Linked DNA regions of Mus musculus: regions 1 and 2 are each linked to region 3. A link is a contact called in public promoter capture Hi-C data. All regions are on one chromosome and are shown on one strand. The core of a region is the stretch at or near the end of the contact, and the rest is flanking DNA. Distances in the headings are between cores, read along the strand shown. Region 1 holds the start of Ptgds (prostaglandin D2 synthase (brain)). Region 2 holds the start of Sapcd2 (suppressor APC domain containing 2). Region 3 holds the start of Card9 (caspase recruitment domain family, member 9).

Evidence for each region. Promoter capture Hi-C pulls out the DNA fragments that hold promoters and counts their contacts.
Region 1: a promoter capture Hi-C map of hematopoietic stem and progenitor cells shows a contact between it and region 3, with 2.4 times the contacts expected there. The contact joins the promoter of Ptgds here to the promoter of Card9 in region 3. A contact is called at or near these places in 6 of 39 promoter capture datasets (the 3T3-L1 cell line, cranial neural crest, hematopoietic stem and progenitor cells and 3 more) and 2 of 115 datasets of contacts at active chromatin or transcription factors (pancreatic cancer cells and thymic regulatory T cells).
Region 2: a contact with region 3 is called in a promoter capture Hi-C map of liver, with 2.6 times the contacts expected there. The contact joins the promoter of Sapcd2 here to the promoter of Card9 in region 3. A contact is called at or near these places in 5 of 39 promoter capture datasets (the C10 cell line, the HPC-7 cell line, hippocampal neurons and 1 more) and 1 of 115 datasets of contacts at active chromatin or transcription factors (bone marrow-derived macrophages).

The regions. Positions count from the first base shown.
Region 1 is chr2:25,468,067-25,472,142 of GRCm38.p6, reverse strand. Ptgds (prostaglandin D2 synthase (brain)) reads left to right here and starts at 2,394. Exons shown (of 7, transcript NM_008963.3): 1 at 2,394-2,583; 2 at 3,016-3,155; 3 at 3,234-3,310; 4 at 3,955-4,071. The coding sequence starts at 2,470.
Region 2 is chr2:25,369,709-25,373,643 of GRCm38.p6, reverse strand. Sapcd2 (suppressor APC domain containing 2) reads right to left here and starts at 1,609. Exons shown (of 7, transcript NM_001081085.2): 1 at 646-1,609; 2 at 127-228. The coding sequence starts at 1,213.
Region 3 is chr2:26,359,262-26,362,969 of GRCm38.p6, reverse strand. It overlaps Card9 (caspase recruitment domain family, member 9), which reads left to right and starts at 2,061. Exons shown (of 13, transcript NM_001037747.3): 1 at 2,061-2,183; 2 at 3,411-3,606. The coding sequence starts at 3,423. All of the region lies in intron 1 of Gm13562 (a long non-coding RNA gene), which reads right to left. It overlaps Snapc4 (small nuclear RNA activating complex, polypeptide 4), which reads left to right. Exons shown (of 23, transcript NM_172339.4): 23 at 1-205.

The sequences.
Region 1 (4,076 bases), core at 1,145-3,644, 890 kb after region 3:
GGGCCAGAGGAGGATTTGAAAGGACTATAGGTACCTCACTCCTTATGACTATGGCTTGGGCCATTGAGTAGATTGGGACAGGACACTTCGGGGGCAAAAATCTAGGTGGGGAGAAGCCTTCTACTGTGGTGGGGGTTGGCAAGCCTACGGACCTCAGAAGCTTGTCCCCTCCAGAGGCAGCCTAGGACCAAGGGTGCTGTCCCTTCTCAGTGACCTTTACCCAAGGTCCCACCAGGATCGGCACCATTCCTTCTCCGGTGGAGCAGTCCAGCCTGAGCAGCATTGTGGATGGGTGCGGAGTAAGGTGGGGTCCTGGGGCTGGTCCAGAAGGGGTACACAGGAGTGTGTGGTCAGCAAAAGGCCCATAATGGCTTGGAAACAAGGCAGCCCCTACCTCACCAGGCAGGGTTGACTTTGGAAGTAGAACCACCAAGAGTCAGTCTGAGTGCCATGGTCCTTCCAAGAGGACTGGATTACTTCATTGTCATTAAAAACCACAGTATTCCTTGCAACTGCTGGAATTGTCAGGCTGTCCCTGACTCTGTTGCCTGCCTGTGGATCCTGTTCCCCTAAGTGGGCTGCCTTGTCTGGCCTCAGTGGGAGAGAATCTGCCTAGCCCTGCAGAGACTTGATGTACCTTGGAGGAGAGAGATGGGAGGGGGAGCTACTACCTTCTCAGAGGAGAAGGGGTGGGGGTGAGGGAGAGGCTGTGGGAGGGAGGACTAGGAAGAGGGGCAGCAATCGAGCTGTAAATAAATAAATAAATAAATAAATAATGGGGGAAAAATCAAACCACGGTATCTGGGCAGAAATAACTTTAGAGAAGAAAGATTTATTTTGAGGCATGGAACCAGGAACAATGGAGAAGAGAAAGCAGCAGGAACAGAGGCCAAAAATCACCTTCAAAGGCCCTTCTCCAGCGACCTACTTCTCCCAGCGAGACCACACCTCCTAAAGGTTCCACAGATCCCCAGAGAACTGTCATCCATCAGAGGACGTTTAAGCAGAGTGCTGGGGACATGTCAGATCTAAACCACAAGAGGCTTCCACACTTGGAAGTACTTCCCATTACTCTGCTTCAGTCATCTACAGGACCCCACACACAGGTTGATGCTCCCAGGTTTTGCCATGTTGCTCTTCTGTTTGTTTGTTTGTTTGTTTGTTTGTTTGTTTTTCTGAGACAGGGTTTCTCTGTGTAGCCCTGGCTGTCCTGGAACTCACTCTGTAGACCAGGCTGGCCTCAAACTCAGAAATCTGCCTGCCTCTGCCTCCCAAGTGCTGGGATTAAAGGCGTGCGGCACCACCACCTGGCATGTTGTTCTTCTTGCCCCCATCCTCAGCCCCTCTGGAGAAAACTCCCAGATCAGCCGCTGGGCCTGGCTGGGGTCGGGCTCTGTGGTCAGCTTCCCTCTGACAGATCCTCTCTCCTTAGGTTCTGGGCATGGATGGAGCTGAGTGTTCTGGGCAGGGAGGGGCTGAGGTGGGCTGAGTAAAGGGGTTCTGGAATCTACCCACTTCCGGTAGCCCCAACATTAGTGAGAAAGCAAGAGACCTTCCTCACAAAGACCACTCAGATGTTCATGTTAAATGATCCTGTGCCCCAGAACCCAGGATAAATAAATGTTCCTGGGCCCCAGGGACGGGATGAAGGGCAGTGTGGGCTGGCTCTCTCTCTCTTCTGTGGTCATTGGTGTCCCATCCAGAGACAGATCTTGGAAGCCAGGAGGAAGCCACAGACTCTGTCCTCACCTATAGTAGCTTGAAGCCCACCGCTTCACCCTTCCCACCCACCACCTCTATGGGAGCCCAAAGGGCCACCATGTGAACCCCAGAAGCTGACCACGGGGGAGGCTGTACTCAACATGCCGGTTCTTGGATTTGCTTCAGGGTAGAGTGCGTGAGCTTCTTTATCTTGGTGAGGGTTCCTCATGGCCTCATGACTGCTAGCCTTTCAGGACCAAATGTTCAAGGCACAAATGGTGCTTTGTGTTCCCTGCTGGGGTCATGGGACTTGGAGAGGGATGATAGGTAGGGCTTGTGAGAAGCAGGTCTTAGCCCTAGGTGGGAAGTGACTAGATTTTCCAGCAGCAGGGAAGCGCCAGAGTACACACCCGGCACCATCCCCACTGTGAGGTATGTGGGCTTTGCCGGCAGGAGTGGGCAAGGTCTGAGCCAGTTCTGCCTCTGGAGCTGGGGATGGGGGCAGGCAGAGGTTTCTTCTTCTAGGAGGTGTGGGGCTCAGCTGGAACCTCTTACATAATTAGCAGATGAGGCTGCAGCTGGGACAGCCACCCTCCCTCACACCAACATCACGAGCCTTCAGTGGGCAGTCCTTGGGCTTTGGGTGGAGGCCAAGCCTGACTCATAAATAGGGGGTCTCCACAGTGCCCTCTGCTCCTTCTGCCCAGTTTTCCTTGCTTTGTCCACATTGCTGGCATCAGGCCCAGGCACCTGCTCTGCTCTGAGCAAATGGCTGCTCTTCGCATGCTGTGGATGGGTTTGGTCCTCCTGGGTCTCTTGGGATTCCCACAGACCCCAGCCCAGGGCCATGACACAGTGCAGCCCAACTTTCAACAAGACAAGGTGAGAAGGCCCCCTACCCCACACCCAAAGAAGCAGAGCCCTCAGGCCAGAGCCAGGCTTTCTCTTACCAAAGAGGGTGTTCTGGGCACTGTCAGCCTGTGTGCTTGTGCATGGGAGCTAGCTGGAACCACCCTGGCACACAGCCTGGTTGGTCCACCTGACTCTGTCAGGAATGTGGTATGCTCTGATATAGTGGACTAGGATGAGGGCTGTGACAAAGACAAGGAGTTCAACACCCTGGGGAAAGAGGGGGGTCTCTGCTACCCACTCCTCCATGGGGCGATGAGCCAGCCTGCTAGAAAGGGAGGGGAGTGGAGAGAGAGGCATGCTGCTAGGACCTGTGTGGGGAGGAGTCAGAGGAGGGAAGACCAGCCCACCAGGGTCTGCCCATGAGGGGCTCATGGAGCAGACCCAGGCATCCACTGGTCGCAGTTCCTGGGGCGCTGGTACAGCGCGGGCCTCGCCTCCAACTCAAGCTGGTTCCGGGAGAAGAAAGCTGTATTGTATATGTGCAAGACAGTGGTAGCCCCCTCCACAGAAGGCGGCCTCAATCTCACCTCTACCTTCCTCAGGTGAGACAAGGGGTTATGGCAAATTCTGGGAGACATCCTGGGGCTTGGTCCCTTACTTCAAGGGCAATCTACCCACAGGAAAAACCAGTGTGAGACCAAGATCATGGTACTGCAGCCTGCGGGGGCTCCTGGACACTACACCTACAGCAGCCCCCGTGAGTGAGCCACTTCCTTATCTGGGTACAACCCTCTGTCCCAAAATTGTGGGGATAATGGTCACAGCACATCCAAGGCCAGGTCTGATTGTGAGTCTGCCTCAGGCACACGGGGCCACCTCTCTCTGGGGACTTTAGCCTCTCTGAGGCCCACCCACATTCTTCAAGGTCCCTTTCCTGCCCAAATGGAATTTTCCAGTACTCTGCTGCTCAAGTGGGTCACATACAGGCATTCCCCAAATCCTACCCACATTTCATAGCTTCTATCCAAGGACCTCTTTCCACCCCTCACCTGAGCTCTGGCTCCCCACCAGAACCCTATTCCCTTTGCCTTCCGGCTATATTGTAACCCAGCCTGCTGATGTCTTCGGTCTAAGTGCTTTCTACTCTCTCCCTAAGACTTATGGTTTGGAGACAGTGTTCCCAGGCTGTTCAGGCAGGGAGCTAGAAACTGTCTGGTGGCCACCCGGGGGGGGGGGGGACGCGGGGGGGGGGGGACAGGGAGGGCAGCCAGAGCAGAGGTGGATGAAGAAGACCTGAGACCCCCCCCCACAGAGAAGCCCCCAAAGGCCACCCGCTCTGAGCAGAGGGACGGAGATGTGGGAGCCACATGTTCCAATCAGTGTCATTTCTTGGGTTCCCAGACTCGGGCAGCATCCACTCCGTGTCAGTGGTGGAGGCCAACTATGACGAGTACGCTCTGCTATTCAGCAGAGGCACCAAGGGCCCAGGCCAGGACTTCCGCATGGCCACCCTCTACAGTAGG
Region 2 (3,935 bases), core at 360-2,859, 990 kb after region 3:
CAGAGACTTTGGTCTGTGTCTGGCAGTGTATCTGCAGCAGCACAGCACAGCAGGTGCTGTGGGACACACACACACACACACACACACACACACACACACACACACACCATCATACATACACCCAACCTTCTTCAGCACTTGTGCTAGGTGCTCCTGTGCTGCCTCCTCTGCCTCCTGGGTGGAGAAGCAGGCCGGGTTGTCTCTGCAGGGTGTCACACTGAGAAGAGCCTTCAGGACAGGTTAGGGCATGAGAGCATGAGCACTTTTAAGAAGAAACGTTCACAAGCAGCCACGCAGAAATGAAGATGAAGACCCAGATGTCCCCAGGTCTAGAGCAGGTACAGCAGGCTGATGCCTTCTCTCACGGCCACAGACGCTCCAATGCCTAGCTCAGGTTTGAGACAGACTGGGCGTCTCCTGAGTTATCAGTCACTTATCAGCCCTTGGCCCTGGTATCGGGCCTCTGCCCTTACCTCAGCACTTAGGCACAGGCCAAAGCCCCTTTCCACCCAGGTGGCCCCAACCTTCCTTAAGAGGCTGCTCACAGTCGTCCCCATCTCCACCCCTCTGACAAGACCCTGTGGGTCTCCAGTTTCTAGCACAAGTCCCTGGAATTACGAGGTGTGACTAGGGACCCAAACTCACCCAAATCCGCGCTGGGGATTTGCTCCAGCGCCTTGCTCAGGGGCCGCTCGGTCTCTGTGGGGCAGGACGCCGCCTCCACCGGGACACATAACAGCTCAGGGTTCCGGGAGGTGCCACTGGGGCCACCAGAAGCAGGGCACGCACTCAGAGGCAGAGGCTTTCTCTCCAGGACAGTCCGCGGCTCATCGGCCGGTGCGAACATCAGGCGCTGCTGCAGGGACGACTGGTCCCCAGGCCGGGCCGCGACGCGTGCCTGATCCCGCTGGCCGCCGTCGGCTTTCAGCAGCGAGGTGCGCAAGCCCGCTACGAAACGCTCGAAGGTCAGGTAGCCATTGGCCGGGGCCACCTGGCGCAGGCCCTCGAGCACGCCGCACGGCAGCTCGCGTGCGTCTGCACCTTGCCAGCGGGACTCGATCTCCCGCAGGTGCACGTAGCCGCGTTGCCGGTCGTCCAGGATGTCGAAGAGGGTGCGCAGGCTCTGGAGAAAGGCTCGCGGTAGCCCCTCTGTACTAGGAGCGGGCGCAGCGTGCGATAGGCGGCCACGCTCGGCCATCGCTGCCACGGCCATGGGCGCCCAGCTTCCACCCGCGTCGGTCCCCGCAAGACCAGATGGCAGAACCTGCAAGGCGGCGCGCGCTCCCCACGGCGACAATAGCTGCTGTTTTTGAATGAAGAGCTGGTCGCCGCCGCGTCAGCTTTCATTAATATTCTCAGCGGCTATTGGTCGAAACTGGCCCATCTGTTCCGGGATTGGCTCCGCAGCCACCAGTCCCAGTTTGATTTCTCCTGCACTAGGGGCGGGCGCCCACACCATCCGGCCCTTGGGAGACTTAACGAGAAACGGGTAGAACCAGCCAGAGTTCTTACCGCTGCTGCCCACGATCCCCCTGTCTCCACGTCCACCATCCCTCCTGCCTCGGTAGAGCCTTTTCTCTGGTTCATGTGCGCTCCGCCTTCCCAGGCACTTCTCTGAGGGGCGGAGCTTGGGGCCCTTCACGGATCTTGTACCCCAAGTAGCCTCACAAGTAAGGATAGAATGTCTAGCCCCTCCTGCTCACTTCGGTCCTTTACACTGAGGGTCCCCTGGGGCCAGGCGCCGATTGACTCTGGGGCTCCCTTCTCTTGCATTAAGAACGCCCCAAGAGGATTATAGGCTCCAGACAGTTGGGCGCTCTCCTTCACTGAGGCCTCTGTCCCAACAACTGCCAACTCTACCTTTGGTCCTTTGGGACAGTCTGTCTTGTCCTGCCAACTATAGGACAAAGCCAAGTTGTCTTCTGTCCCCAGATGCCCATCCGGTGACCAACTCCATTGGTGCTCTGGTCCTGGGACCCTGCTCTGGCCCTTTTTTTTTTTTTTTTTAGGAGACAGGGTTTCTCTGTGTAGCCCTGGCTGTCCTGGAACTCACTCTGTAGACCAGGCTGGCCTTGAACTCAGAGATCCATCTGCCTCTGCCTCCGGAATGCTGGGATTAAAGGCGTGCACCACCACGCCCGGCTATCTGGCCCTTTTAAGGGACATCTCTAGCTGTCAATCTGGCCCTCACAGCCCTGGCCTAGCTCTGCAGTGGGACCACTCGGCCCTTCTATCTAGGCCTTAGCCTGCTGCAGTCTTAACCCAGAAGCCCGTCTCAGGGCTGGCAGGAGCACCCCCTGGAGACCAGGGAGATCCTTAGGATGCCCCCCCCCTCCGCCAATTCATTTGCCTGTTCTCTATGCCTACACATGCTTACATTCCCAAACTCCTGGGTGTCACTGAGACAAATGTAGCCACTGAGAACAGCCCACCTGTTAACTGCTGCCTGCACTTTCTAAACACAGAGAGACCCTTCTGAATGCCTGCAGACAGACCCTTTAACTCAGAACTTCACTCCAGCTCATCTGGGAAAGCCTCTGGCAATAGGGCACGTGTCTCAAGTTGTGGAAGCAACTTCCCTGCCCAACTTCCCTGGTTCCACCTTTCTAGGAGTTGCTCATTCAAAATTGTTTTTGTTTGATTGTTTGTCTTGAGACAGGTTTTTTGTGACAGCATTTCTCTGTGTAGCCCTGGCTGTCCTGGAACTAACTCTGTAGACCAGACTGGCCTCGAACTCAGAAATCTGCCTGCCTCTGCCCCCCAAGTGCTGGGACTAAAGGTGTACTCTACCACACCCATCTCACCCAAAGTTGTGGCTCATTCATAGTAAGGTATTTTTAGTGGGCCCAGAGTTCCATGGACCTTAGCTACCCTTTTGGGGACAGACCTGGTCAAAGACCCTCTGATGTCTCATATTTTAATTACTTCTTGTCTTGCCTAGTCCTCAGGGTGTCCATCCATGCTCCCTTTCTTCCAGGCCCTGGGCTACATGAAGAGGGCTAACCTCTATTGATTATGTATTGATTGATTGCTATGAACCCTTCAGACTTAGCCCAGGCACCTGTTTCCTCTGCCCCTGCCCCCAAATCTTAAATGTTTTTACCTTACATGTCTGGCTGTAGTGACTGCTTACCATGAATTACTGCGATGTTTGGGAATAAAACTGAGCCATCCCAAGGCCTAGCATTGGTCTGAAGTATAGGCACTCAGTGGATAATAAGCATACAGGAATCTTTATTTGATGAGGGATAGTGCAAATGCCATATTGCAGGGAGGAACCATGCTAGGATGGGGCCTTGGGGGTTCCTGGAACAAATGCATAGCTAGGTACAGGAGTAACCACCTACAGAAAGTGAAACCAGCACTGCTCCGCACAGCAAAACGAATAAGACTCAACCCAGGGCCCTGGTCAACTGAGGCAACTTGCAAAGAAGATAAGAGCTGGTGGGTGCTAGGGAGGCCCATGAGGCCCAGCCTCTGCCTAGGCAGTGATAGGCAGCTAATAGTTTCTGGGGGAAGAGGGTCATAGTCCTTAGCAGTGAAGCTTTGCCTCCAACTGACGTTCATGTTCAGTTCTGATTAAATGCAGTGGGACACACACACAGACAGACCATGATATCAAAGTGTGAGGGGTCTTGTTAAGAAGAAGAAAGGATTTGAGAGGAGGGAATGAGGGAAGATGGTGGGGGAATATGATCAAGGGACATTATATACGTATGAAGTTGTGAAAGGATTCATTTCAAAAAATAAAAAAGGGAGCCAGGCGTGGTAGCGCACGCCTTTAATCCCAGCACTCGGGAGGCAGAGGCAGGCGGATTTCTGAGTTTGAGGCCAGCCTGGTCTACAAAGTGAGTTCCAGGACATCCAGGGCTACACAGAGAAACCCTGTCTCGAAAATAAATAGATAGATAGATAGATAGATAGATAGATAGATA
Region 3 (3,708 bases), core at 812-3,311:
GCCCAAGCCTGCCCAGAAGCAGTACACAACCCTCAGCAAGAAGACGGGAAGCCAGAAAGCTGCAGGCTGAGGACCAAGCTGTCGGTAGCGATCTACAGGCTGTGGTGATAGCAGTGGCCACGTGATCACAGGCTACCTGTTAACAGACTTGGGGCCGTGTATGTGAGGGAATAAAGGAAATGCCTAATTTTCACTTAAAAAGCAATGTATAGCCTTTGGTGATTTTGTCTAGAGCTGGGTGCCCACCATCAACTGGGGATGTGATTGTCTGCCAGTTCTGGGAACCTCTTACACCCTTTGCTGCCCAGGCAGCCCCTGGACCCAGCACTTTACCAGAGAGCAGAGAGAATAGAGAATCAGCGTTTCTTCCCATTTCAAGAAAATGTGTTGGGATGGCTCAATGGTTAAGATCATTGACTGCTCTTCCAGAGGTCCTGAGTTCAATCACCAACATGGTAGATCATAATGGAATCTGATGCCTTCTTCTGGCACACAGTGTACATGCAGACAGAGCACCCATACCTAAATAAATCTTTAAAAAAGAAAAAAAGGGGGGGGAGATATGTCATCTAGCCTGTACCCCTAGGCGAGGTCCCCATCTGGCCTGTATCTCTCAGGGAGGTCCCCAGAACCAGCATCTACCACAGCAGCAGCTCTCACTGGATAGGAGGCTTGTGTTTGGCATGGTGCTGAGACCCCATTGGGTCTTGTCTCTCCCTTTTTAAAAAAAAAAAAAAGCGTTTTACGTATGTGAGTACACTGTCACTCCCTTCAGACAAACCAGAAGAGGGAATCGGATCCCTTCCAGATGGTTGCTGGGAATTGAACTCAGGACCTCTGGAAGAGCAGTCAGTGCTCTTAACTGCCGGTTCATCTCTCCTTTTTCTTAGTCACTATTTCCATGACACCAGACTATACATCCTGGGCCCTTGGCTCTCCAGGATTTAGTTATTTTTTGTTTGTTTGTTTTGTTTTTGTTTTTCGAGACAAGGTTTCTCTGTGTAGCCCTGGCTGTCCTGGAACTCCCTCTGTAGACCAGGCTGGCCAGGATTTAGTTTTTACATGTGTTCATCCTCTGTGGGAAGCTTGCAGCTCATAGTAAAATGGTATGACCAGCCTAGTCCTAGTGATTGTACCAGCTGTCACTCCAGCTGATGGCCGTCACACATCCAGGGACGCGTGTTTGTCATGGCTCCTTCTAACCTCTGCACTGGGTTTCTCCATTCTGGAGAACTTGGGGTTTCTTCAGCTATCTGTGCTATTGACTTCCACTTCAGTTTTATGAGCAAAAGTTTCATGTTATTAACACTTTTAAGAAGCCACCACTGTGGAGGCCTTGTGACCTCCTTCCTGGAGTGACTGCAAAGCCATGGATGGACTCCCTTGCCGTCCTGGAAACCCAGCAAGCCACAATCCCTAGCAGTGTGGCCCCCCAAGGCCAAAGAGGACTCCTGACTGCTGCTTTTGGAAGTATTTTCAAGGCCACTGTCCCCATAGGAGCAAGCAGAGGGCCAGTAAGCTACAGAAGGGGCCAGCTGGGGCTCTGCATAAGTGTCCCACCCTTCCTTCCCATACAGCACTGGAAGCTTTTGCCTCAACTCATCTTGTAGGCTAGACAGCAGCGCCTGTCTAACAGCTACACTGGCTGGGCAGGGCTAGCAGGTCCCCACGCCCACCTCAGGCTGACTCTTGAAGGGCCACCCTGAAGGAGAGGCTGTGGCACGCAATCCATAGAGGACTATAGCTGCCTACAGCTTGTAGATTTTGACCAAGCTTTGTCCCACTGCACCTACCCTGCACCACTGTCCTTAGACGGCAGATGAGGATATGAGGCAGGGCCATGTTAGAAAAGCAACTTTCAGAAGCCTGGATCCAGGAGGACCTTGGACTGCCCATCCAGTTCAGATGAGCAGGCAGGGAGGGCTCCTCTGCTCCCAGAGTACTTCTACTTCCCTCTGTTCTGTTCCTGGATGGGCCAATCAGAAGGTAGACTGTCCCCTGCGGGAGGACTGGCTGGCTTGTGGCGTCAACCAGAACACATCAATCAGGAAGTGCACAGCCTCCTTCATGGCTCCACCCTTCTCCAGTTAGGGAACCCCTCCACACTCCCAGAGACCCAGGCTCCTGGTATGTCCATAACCCAGACAGCATCTGCTGGCAGGTAGCTCTCACAAGACCCTGAGGTAAGTTCAGTACCCTTCCAGGAAGGTGGGTGGAAGCCTGTGGTGACTGCTGGGGATCCTGGAGCGCGTAAGTACCTACAGGCAGGTGGCATCCTCCATCCTCACGCCTTCATTTGATTAATCCTTGTACACTGCAGCATAGTCCTCCAGTGCTGGACCATGTGGCTGTGGGGCTGCAATGGCAGGCCATAGGCCCAAGGTTTAGAGAAATGTCTGTCCACTGGGTCAACCAGAAAGCAGCAGGAAGCCAAGAGATGCCTCTGAAGAAGAGGCCTGCCATGGCCGTGTCTCTAACTGGAGGTGCAGCTCCGCTGGGGTTAGGGACTGAGCCAGGGGCGCTCTATGGCCACCTTAACTCAGCCCTAAAATCATTGAAGCCATTCACTGAGGCTACACTTGTCCACATGAGTAACCCCCTACATACAACTGGCCTGGTTGATTCCCATCATGTGGCCAAAGGCCAGGGCTCATCTAGCGGCAGAAAAGCAAACTGGAGGGAAGCCACAGCAGATGTCTGTAGACTGTGGATGACATTGCCTGCCCTTCCAGTATACTCCAGCCTAGCAGGAAGGCAGACATGCTCCTGCGGCCAACCCTCCCAGCCCTCCCGGAATAGCACCGTGCCACAGGCTGTTGCATCACCAGCTGGCTACAACGGAAGGCCTGAAGGGCACGGGGCTGTCAGGGAAGGAGGAAGTCAGACATAGGCCTGGCCCCCTGCACAGTGAGAAAGCCTCCAGCCAACCTGACCCTCTTAGTCCCAATCTGGAGACTGGCCAGCAAGGGTCCATGCCACCCAAGAAGGTACTATGTAGGATGGCCACTAGAGGCAAAAGCTCCTACCTCCAGGGCATGCCAGAGCACTTTTGGGTAGGGGCAGAAGCTAGAGCAGGGCTGTTGTACAAAGAGTATTCTCTTAGACCCCAACCGGTCACTTCCCTACATATCCATATGAGAAAGCCTGAGATGACAGGGGCCGGGCAGCTGCTTGGGGGTGCTCAGTTTGACAGGTGGTCTGAGGTGGCTTGTCTATGGACCTCTGCTTCCCCTCAGAAACTGTCCATGAGGCTGAGGAGATAGGGCTGAGCCCTGAAATTTCCCTAGAACGGATCCCTTCTGACCCTGCCCAAAGCCCTGCCCTGACACTCAGGCCTGGGTCCTATCCTAGGCTGACAGGGAACAGAAGGTGGGCACTTCCTCAGCTGCTCTCCCCAATTATAACCGCAGCCTACAGAGGACATGTCAGACTATGAGAATGACGACGAGTGCTGGAGCACCCTGGAGAGCTTCCGGGTGAAGCTCATCTCTGTCATTGACCCCTCCCGGATCACACCCTATCTACGCCAGTGCAAAGTCCTGAACCCCGATGATGAGGAGCAGGTGCTCAGTGACCCCAACCTGGTCATCCGCAAGCGGAAAGTGGGTGAGGACTGCTCCCACACCAGCAGGCTCTAGCCCTGCATGACCCCCATAAGACACCCAGCCAGAGGCCACTCCATGCTCTCTTCACTGCCCTGGCCTTGTC